2 separate regions of the Gossypium hirsutum genome follow, and region 2 is linked to region 1. The links are chromatin contacts, called in public Hi-C maps. All regions are on one chromosome and are shown on one strand. Each heading gives the region's core, a stretch centred on a gene start, on an enhancer-like site or on the middle of the called end of the contact. The rest is flanking DNA. Distances are from core to core; before and after follow the strand shown.

Region 1 (4,868 bases), core at 1,384-3,883:
GCATACAGATTCATGCTAAGGGTTCGCACGTATTACTTGACTGCCTGTCGTGCGCGACTTCATTTTCAAGTGCAGTACACATCGTACTCTCTTTGTTCAGCACAACGTCTACTAGGTGACCTTCTCCTTGCCTTTGTCTCTGCTAGTCGATGCTCCCCCAATATTTTTAGTTTCGCATGAACAAATACACATCACATATTGTCTAAAACAATTTATTTCATTCACTACTCAACTGCAACCCTTTTCTTACGCTACTTTTCTTACGCTAACTTTGATAGATTTTTCTTACTTTACTATTACTTGTTTTTATTTCCTAATTTTTTAACCTCCTACTTACATATATTTGTAGATTTAGACTATTAATTAAAGGTAACCTCACTAAACCCTATTCTTTCAAGAACAACCACTATTCATCTTCTTCCTCAAGAGAAAAACCCTTTGGTTTATAAATTTTCTTAAAAACTTTGCTAAATCGGATTGTAAACCTTTTATTATTATTATATTTTTTTAATGTTCTTTGAAAATTATTTTAGAAAACATTTCATAGTTTTGCTAGCTTCGATCCACCATTTTCATGAAACCAAACATTAAAAAAAAAAACAGAAAGTATTCATATTTGTTATCTAAATTGTAGATACTTTAGCCAAAAGCTTTTCATGCGAATTTGATATAAAAATAAATTGTTTACCATCGATATTGCTATCTTTCGTGACTCCCGGGTGGTCCGCTTAATAACCGAACCAAGGTTTAAGAGAAAAAAATGTTGCTTTACTTAAGAATTTTAAAGAAGAAAATGGTGCTTGGCTGCTCAGAAAATACCATGTGCAGAAAATTTCTGAAAGCAAACCAACTACCAGACGCAACAAATTTTTGAAATGAAGAAAATGTGCAAACGTGGGGAAGAAAATGAGCAGTGTTGGCTTTTACAGCCAAATCCATTAATTAAAATTGGTTTATTTATACTATAGATCCCTCCTAATTCTACCCTTGTTTTAATAAATCCCCCACTAATCATTAATCATAAATTACCTATTTAAGTTCTCTAGTTTAGCTTCTATTCCTATTTTGTCCTAATTACTAACGTGTTTTTTATTTTACCTATTTCTAATCTATAATTTAATGCCTACACTACCGACCCGATTTCCAGAATGTGACACAAAGAGTTGTCTATTGCAAGTTTAAATCTCTTCAACTACCTCGAATCCACAAAATTGTGGGTGCTACCATAGTCCACCAGAATAACAATTTCCGCTTTGTCTATCGTGGCAGAAATTGCATGGTGTTGTGGCCTTAGGATCCATTGCAAAGATAGGACTGGTGCAACAGTATCACTCTCATTTTCCAAGGTGTCCAGTTTCTCAAGGCAATCCTGGAACTCCTCTGAGGTAGGACTCCTATGCTCAAAATTGTGCTCTAGATGACGTCTATCACTAGCTGATACAGCTGGGATCTATTGCATTTGTACCCTAGTGTGTATTTGGTTGTACATCAAAAGCACAACCCTTTCCTTCTTCTCTCATCCATCTCAGTTTGAGAAAGAGCTTTTGTAGGTAACTTATGGTTTGGGGACGCGATATGATGAGTCCTTGGGCTCGAGAAGCTACTAACAGTGTTGTGACTATGTCCCTTGCTAGTGGAAAACAGTGTCCTCGAATAACCAGAGGTGCCCCCAAAAGAACTTGGTTTTTTAAAGGTACTACCAACAATTTCTTCCATTTTTCGAGCAAGTATATATCCTTCCACCAGAGTAGTGGGCTTAAACAACCTTAAGTATTTTTCAATCTCAGGTTGAAGATTGTAAATAAAAATGCTTAAGGCATAGCTCTCAAGTAAATGTAACTGGTTGAGGAGACTCACAAAATTATCATGATACTAGTCCACTATACTAACCTGTTTGAAAGCCACCAACTCAGTCATAGGGTCCAAACATCTGGCAACACCAAAGCGATCTTTCAAGCCTCGGATCTTTCAAGCCAGCTACTCAGTCATAGGGTCCAAACATCTGGCTCAAAAAATTGCTCGAGTTTGGACCACCAACCTTGGAAATCTTCACCATCGAATCGAGGAAAACCCCACTGGAAAGATCTACCCAATGTATCCATCGATATCGCTAGAGAATGGACACCCAGGTGCCCCAAATCAACAGTAGGAGACATAACCAAGTTATCCTTAGGTGGAAACCCGGGGGGGCAGTGTCTCTAGGATTCCTTTTCCTCTTATTGGTGCTCCACTTGAGTTTTGTCCCGAAACCTGAGTCAAATATTGATAAAAGAAGGAATGGAGCTCGGATATAAGCTCGCATTTGAACTCTTCATGAAAATCCTTGAGGTGAGAATCGATTTTGGCATCAAGTTGGGTGAACTCCTTTTTGAGCTGCAACAACTCCTGCTGCATCAAACCTATTTCCTTCTGCTGACGCATGGTAACTCCATCAGTGGCCATGTGGATCGCAGGCTTTGATACTTTTGATACGGTAGAATATTTGAAACAGAAAAATGAAAGGAAGAAATAGCAGATAGAAGAGAAGAGAAATGAAGAAGAAAAACTGTGTATTTCTCATAACTGCCATTCCTTATGTTGATTGGTCAATATAAAAGCAAATAGCGGCTTAGGAATGACAACCTGTCACGTCGAGCAATAGTTGTCCAATCCGCACCGTTTAACTAAACAGTTATATCCTCAAATAAATCGTTTTTGACGTGCCCTTTATACGCACCGTTTTACTAATACTATTACCCAAAACACATCGTTTTGTTCTAATGATAACTAAACAAAGGATTAATAGAAAATTAACAGAATTTTAAACATAAGACCGTTGCACTAATTATTCCATATCAATTCTAAAATTTATATAGAACCCCAGTAGCCTCCATTGCTCCACGCCAGAATCTCCGGGCCAAAATCTTTCAGAATCACCAAAAGGTTTTCCTCTCCTTTCTTTCCTACTTTTTCTTCTACGAATCCCCCAATGCACTTCATATATAATAGGAACAAGAAGGACAAGAGAAAACCTTTTTTTTCTTTGCATAGATTGTGGTAAAAGTAAGAGAACACCAACAATTTTTGAACCCTTCAAGTCACTTTAAATTAGATCTACTTGACCCAAAGACTCGCTTGAAAAATGAGAAGGTTTGAGTAAAAATATAGACTCGAAACATGGGTTTGAAAAAAAATAAGGCCCATTTTTAGGTCTTGAGTAAGGTTTTTTTATCTTGGTCCGAATTTACAAAAAAAAAATTATGCTATTTTGTCACTGTTTTGCTTCTATTTTATTATTAGATTGTTATTGTTCGGATATTGTCTAACTCTTATTTTATTATTAATTTTTCTACTATTTTAGAGGTATTTACTTATTAAGTTGTACTTATCTAAGTGTTATTTAATTATAATTTTTTTAATTTATTTTTAATTTATTGTGAAACATTATTTAATGTTTTTAATGTTTATATTTTTAAATTTTTATATAAAAATAATATAAAATGCATTAATACGGACGAGTTGGACCAAATCCAAATTTTAATATTTTTATCTAAGTTGAACTTAAATAAAATTTTAAGTCTATTTTTTTAAACTGAATCGAATCTAAACCTACCAAACAGACATGTATCCACAACTTAAACCCGTCACTAGTCTCACACCGCAAGACCATTCACCGACTTTGTTTGAACCTTCATCGAGTCAGTCTACTTTATGTAATCAAGGGCATCAAGGAAAGCATTACCATGTTGGGATGGTTCAGACTGATATGGCTTGTCGTCTTAATGGGATCTGATTGGTGCATTTTGAGGGTCCATCTCCAACCTTCAAACTTCTCTATCATTTACAGTATTTAAAATTATTTTATTTGAAAAGAATTTCTCTCCAAACTCACAGCAAATAGGAACTAATCGTGTTCAAGTTAAAATGATTTTATTTCCTTTTTTATCAATGCTTGAAATCCATCAAAACCCACAAGTTAAAAAATTCCTCAAAACTCTGATGGGGAAGAGGCAAGAAACAAATCGAAGAAGATGGAGTACAAAGGGAGAAAGAGTAAGGGGTGACAGCAAAAACTAAACTTAATTTTTATTTATTAAAATGTCACATTGGCTAAATAATTTTTTTTAAAAAAAATTCTATATAAATTTTAATAAAAAAATTCTATATAAATTTTAAAAAGAATTTTAATTTTTTATATAGAATTAGAGTTAAATTGATAAAAAAAATATAAAAATTGAGAAATTGTTATGAATATATTGTTAACCAAATTAGGAAAAAAACCATTATTTTTTTTAAAAAATATAAAAGTAATGACTTTTGTTTCCATAAATTTACATTTTAATTGTCCAATCTAAAAAATTATTATATATATGATGGATAAGATTATCGATTTATTATGTTATTGACATGTTAATTTTAGCTATAAGATTTTAATTTTGGGTCAAACTGGTAGTCCCTGTACTTTTTTCAAATATTTTTTTCTTTTAACTTTGGTCTTCCTTCTGTTTCTTTATTTTCCATCCCTTCTTTTTTTGCTTTTGTTTTTTTTCTCCTTCCTTCCATAACCCTAAATGGCACTAAAATCGATGCTGTCTACAATGGTCTACACATTGTTCTTTCGAAACTAATTTTTTTTTAAAAAACGGGGATGGATTTTTTGAAAACAAAATATGGAGTCGTCACCAATCTTTTGTTTTAGGTGTGATTGGCTCACCTGATAAAATATTTTATTCCATTTAAGTCAATTTTGGCCTACATGAATTTGAGAAAACGAGTTCGGGAGCCGGTTACGTATGAGGAAGGATTAGCACCCTCACTATGCCCAAAATTAGTACCAAATTGATTAAGTACTGTCCTTATGTCTGAGGTTTGAAAATATTTTGAAATAT
Region 2 (4,868 bases), core at 1,587-4,086, 65 kb after region 1:
GAAATGGGTGTTTCTTTGCCACATACACTAATCACATGGTGTGATAATACTAGTGCTGTAGTGTTTGTAGCAAATCTAGTGCAATATGCTTGAATGAAGCATGTAAAGTTAGATCTCTACTTTGTACGAGAAAAAGGTTCCTAGTGGAATTGTTCAAGTAAATTATGTGCTTGTTGTTGATTAGATTGCATATATTTTTTGCTAAACTATTATGTGTCAATTGCAAGGGATGGGACTTGACTCCCATATAAAAATGTAAGGGATTTCTTAACGAGATTTTTATAGACTTAGGCTCTCCAACCTTAATAATTAACTTTTGGGGAGGTCTATATCACAAACCAATCGTAGTCACAATTTCTTTATTCATCTAAGACAACGACTTGGTGTTGTCAGCCCACATGATCTCTATGGCAACTCACAAAGGGCTTTAGAAGAATGAGAAGTAGGAAGAGTATCAAGAATATATATAATTAGCACGTGTGTATAACTAATTACTTAATGAGTTTAAATTTTTTGACCATTTTTGTATCAATACTCCTCTATTTAATGAATAAGTAGAATCATTCTCTTTCACTACTAATCTCTTGTTTCTATTCTTTGCATTTCTCTCATTATACAGATTTGTTACATGAGTGCTATAGACAAGAAAAAAGTGGATATGTGGGTTCCAATGCAGCGATGTGTCTAGCCTTCTTTTCCTTTTATTACACTTGGTGGCCGTTGTGACTGGAGAAGACCATCTTAGATGGGGTTGGCATTAGCAACAGTGTTATCATTTTTGGGTTTTTTTGTCATTTTTTTTGGCTTAAAAATCAATTTTTGGTTTCTTGATCAGTAACCTAAATAAAATAATGACGTGACAAATTGCGTATGTGTTAGCCTACATTTGTTCCACATCTAATCCTTTCAAATTTAAGGTAGGTAGAGGAAGGTAATATAATTAAAGTTTAAGTATATATTTTAAAAGTAGTGATATCATATTAAAAGATTTAATAAAGTACATGAGTCATTCATGCTATTATTCCATTATATTTAAGCATAAAAGTGACTTGAACAATGTACTAGGTTTTGGACTAGTTTTGGCCTTACTGGCTAGTGTTATGGACGGCAAAAAAAAATCTCATTTTCGACATGACCTGATTAGTTAGGGTTGGATTTTGTTTTTGGAAAATTAGGTTTAGGACGGGTTGGGTGAAACTAGAAAAATAGTCGGGTCAGGGTCGGAGCTGGGTTTGAGGTAAATCTACCCTGCCTCAAGATATTTATAAAAATACCCCTAAAATATAAACATATATTAACCTTTGTTTTCAATAAATAAAAATAAAAATATTAAGTTTTACGTTCAAACTAAAAAAAATCAATCTTCTTTGCTTCAAAATAAAAAATAAAATAATTAAATTAAATTCAAGGTGGGTTGGGACGGAATCAAGTCTTCTATTAAATTTTGAGCTCGGGACGAATATTTTTTAAGAGTCAGGGTCAGGATATCGATCAAACTCTCGTTTCCATCCCTAGTCGATGCACATCATTCCAATGGAAAACTAGAACATTCAATTCTATGTTCCACACTGATGAACATTTTAGTTTGCACTAGTCACGTTGACTTGTTTCACTTAATTCTGATTGTATTGACAAAAACATTGTGCATTAACTGACACAGTAAAATGTTAAAAAAATGTGAAATTATTTTTTATTGTTTATAATGATAAATAATAAAAAATTTAATTATTAAAGTTTATTACTTTAAATTTTAAATTAAAAATTAATAAATAAAAAAGAAGTAATAAATGAAACGAAAAAATAGGGCAATAATCCTAATAGCTTCACGAACACACCTTGTATATAGTTTTATGAAACTTCTATCATATATGTTTAGTATGGGATAGTTTGTTGTAGATAATCTTTTATTATTATTATTTTTTAACGTATGAGATGACTTTTTCCCGTTTATTTTGAATTTTTCAAATAATGGTTTTTTACTTGGAGTTTATCAATAATTTAATGATAATTATATATAATTTATTTATTCTCTTTCATTTTATATTTGTAAATAAATTTGTATGTATATATTAAATATTTTTATAAAATATTGATAAATTCAAATCAATATGCTAAAATAGATTGATACCAACACGAACAAATTTCGATAGAAAAGTAATGCTCTTATCGTTATGAAATGATTTCCGACTCTACATAAAAATTATAAATTATATATCACCAATAACACAATTTATAAAATTTTTAAGTTCGGAAATCGCTCAAAAAAAGTAAAGAATTACAAGACTTAAGCTTCTGATTCAAAAGTCAAATTTAGCTATAATAAATACATAACTCTACTGACTACTCCTAGCTTTACCTAATGATTTAAAAAACTAGAGAATTTAGAAATATCACCAAAAAAAAAAAGAAAAAAGAGAGAAAGTCTTTTGGTATGTTATAGAAAAGAGAGAAAGTCTTTTGGTATGTTATAGACAAAATAAAAAAATAAACTAGGCTAGTTAAACCAATAGTCCAACCATTCCAAACTAACATCTACAAGCCCACTGATCATTTAAAAATAATAAATTCAATCAAACCACAAATGACCTTGTGACTTTAGGCTTGATCAAAATTATACAAAAAAAAACACATTTTAAAAGAAGTATTTTTTATGGAAAACTCTCTGAAAGTGGTTGACGGTGACGGTGACGGTGATTTGCGGTTATCTGAAGATCGCAACACTAAGAAAGTAAGTTTTAAAGATGGTTTTGACGGGGTTTCTGTAAATATGGCTGTGGGCTCTGATCCACCCTCGAATATGATAACGTCATGGAAAGACAAACTCTTTGGGGCTAGTCAAGAATTTGTGGGGTTTGATGGACCATTGATGGAATCCTGACAATTGACTTTTCCGACCGAGTCGAAGAAATCTTATACAAAGAGATGGAGACGACAGTAGTATTGAAACTACTAGGCCAAAATATCAGCTATGGTGTTCTGTTTAATCGGATTAGCAATCTTTGGAAGCCTATACAACCATTTCAATTAATAGATATTGAGAATGGGTATTTTTTTAGCTAAATTTCAGAACAAGGAGGATTATGGCAAAGTTTTAACACAGGGACCATGGATAATTTTTGGGCAATATTTGACCGTTCAGCCATGGACAAAAGACTTTTCTCCTCTTCAACCATACCCAAGTGTGGTTATGGCTTGGATTAGGCTCCTGGGCTACGGGGATTTATGTACAAAACGGAGATTCTCGAGGCAATTGGAAGCACAATTGGTAAGGTTACTAAGATTGATTTTAAGACCGACAATAGAACTGGGGGCAGATTCGCCAGGATGGCTGTGTTCATCAACCTGGATAAGCCTCTCATCTCTTAGATTTGTGTTAATGGCGAAATTCAACGGGTGGAATATGAAGCCTTGCCAACGGTTTGTTTTACTTGTGGAAATATGGGCATGTGATGGAGTTGTGCTCTTTGTCGAAAGAAAAGTCGGGCAAAGATGATGAAAAGGTGGTGGCCGACGGTGGTTCAAGCAAAAATAAGGGCGAACTTGGGAAGGAGTCTGAACCAACTTTCGAACCTTGGATGTTGGTAGAGTGTAGATCCAACGATGATCGAGGGATTCTCGAGAATCTAGTGGTAAGGTTGTTGGAAAAGGAAGATTAGGCTCCAGATTTGATGTCCTTAATGACGAGGGCAAGATGGCTGGTGGTGAAGAAGGGATGACAAAGGAAGATTTAGGGGGATTGAATCTTCATGCGGTGGAAATTAATTTGATTACCCTTGATTCTAAGGAAGAAGACACCTTTAAATCTTTGACTAACCCACATAACAAATCTGTTAAAAATTTGGGCCTTGATTCGGAAGCCCAAAAGAAGACTACCAATTTAGATGTTGTGCGTATTGGGGGAGAAGTCCAATCGGGCCAAGGAGTTGACAGAATAAGGCTGAAAAGTTTGGGGAAAAAGAGTTTGAATGATAATGGGTCGAATAGGTTTTTGCTTGGGCCGCTTTCTAAGGAAAACCCAAATGGATTTTGTTTGCAGGCTTATCCAACTGAAGCAAATCAATATGCTTCCGGTGCACCTATGATTTTGGGGGTCACGGGCAGTCACGCTAATGGGTCGGTAGGGAAACAAGATAGGCCTACGTTTCTTTCTAAGCCTCTTAGTGATCAGCAGATTTCTCCTGCATCGTCCAATGCCGAAAATCCCCAAGTTCTTTCTAATTTTAATTTAAATTCAACTAACCTTGAATTTGGGACTATTTTGTCAGATATAGGTAATTTTGGGAACAATTTTGAATCCAAATTGCAAGCCAGCAATTCAGATGACATTAAGGCACATTTCAACCTGGCTTTTGAAGATCCAATAGAGGTTGAGGTCCAATTGACTGATAGTATTTTAGATCGCTAGAAGTACTCTATTGTCACTTTTAAAAATTTTCCTAATTCCCCTGATCAGTCTAAAGGTCGTTCTATTGAGTCTATAAGTGCAGGTAATACAGGAAATAAGGACCGAAAAAGTAATGAGAAATTTGGCATTACTAAAGGAGGACGCAAGAATAGTAATGTATTAAGGGGATGATGGAGTCGATTCAAAACTTCTGCAAATTCACAGGTTTCTTTAGTTAATTCTATAAAAGAAGTGGTGAAGCTTATATCCTCTGATCTATCGAATGAAGTTGAAATGGAAGTGCTTGTTGAATTTGACCCTAGTGGATTGAACGATTCTCGAAAGTAATGGTATGATTTTACTATTATTTTTATTAATTATGAATCTCTCGATTTTTTCTTGAAATTGTCAAGGATGCGCCAATGCCAGATTTCCTCACATTTTTCGTGAATATAATATGGAGCATGGACCAGGCATTATTTGC

Evidence for each region. A called contact is a pair of places that touch in the nucleus more often than the background predicts.
Region 2: a Hi-C map of leaf shows a contact between it and region 1, with 1.6 times the contacts expected there. The contact joins two enhancer-like sites. A contact is called at or near these places in 6 of 34 Hi-C or Micro-C datasets (all in leaf).

The regions. Positions count from the first base shown.
Region 1 is chrA05:41,668,863-41,673,730 of Gossypium_hirsutum_v2.1, forward strand. No RefSeq gene overlaps it. Among protein-coding and RNA genes, the nearest start is that of LOC121229122, 27 kb to the left of the region's middle. Within about 2 kb of position 2,634, at least 7 of the 9 cell types and tissues checked have an H3K27ac peak or open chromatin away from gene starts, as enhancers often do. A contact at or near this core is called in leaf, where this site is marked.
Region 2 is chrA05:41,733,500-41,738,367 of Gossypium_hirsutum_v2.1, forward strand. No RefSeq gene overlaps it. Among protein-coding and RNA genes, the nearest start is that of LOC107897311, 12 kb to the right of the region's middle. Within about 2 kb of position 2,837, at least 9 of the 9 cell types and tissues checked have an H3K27ac peak or open chromatin away from gene starts, as enhancers often do. A contact at or near this core is called in leaf, where this site is marked.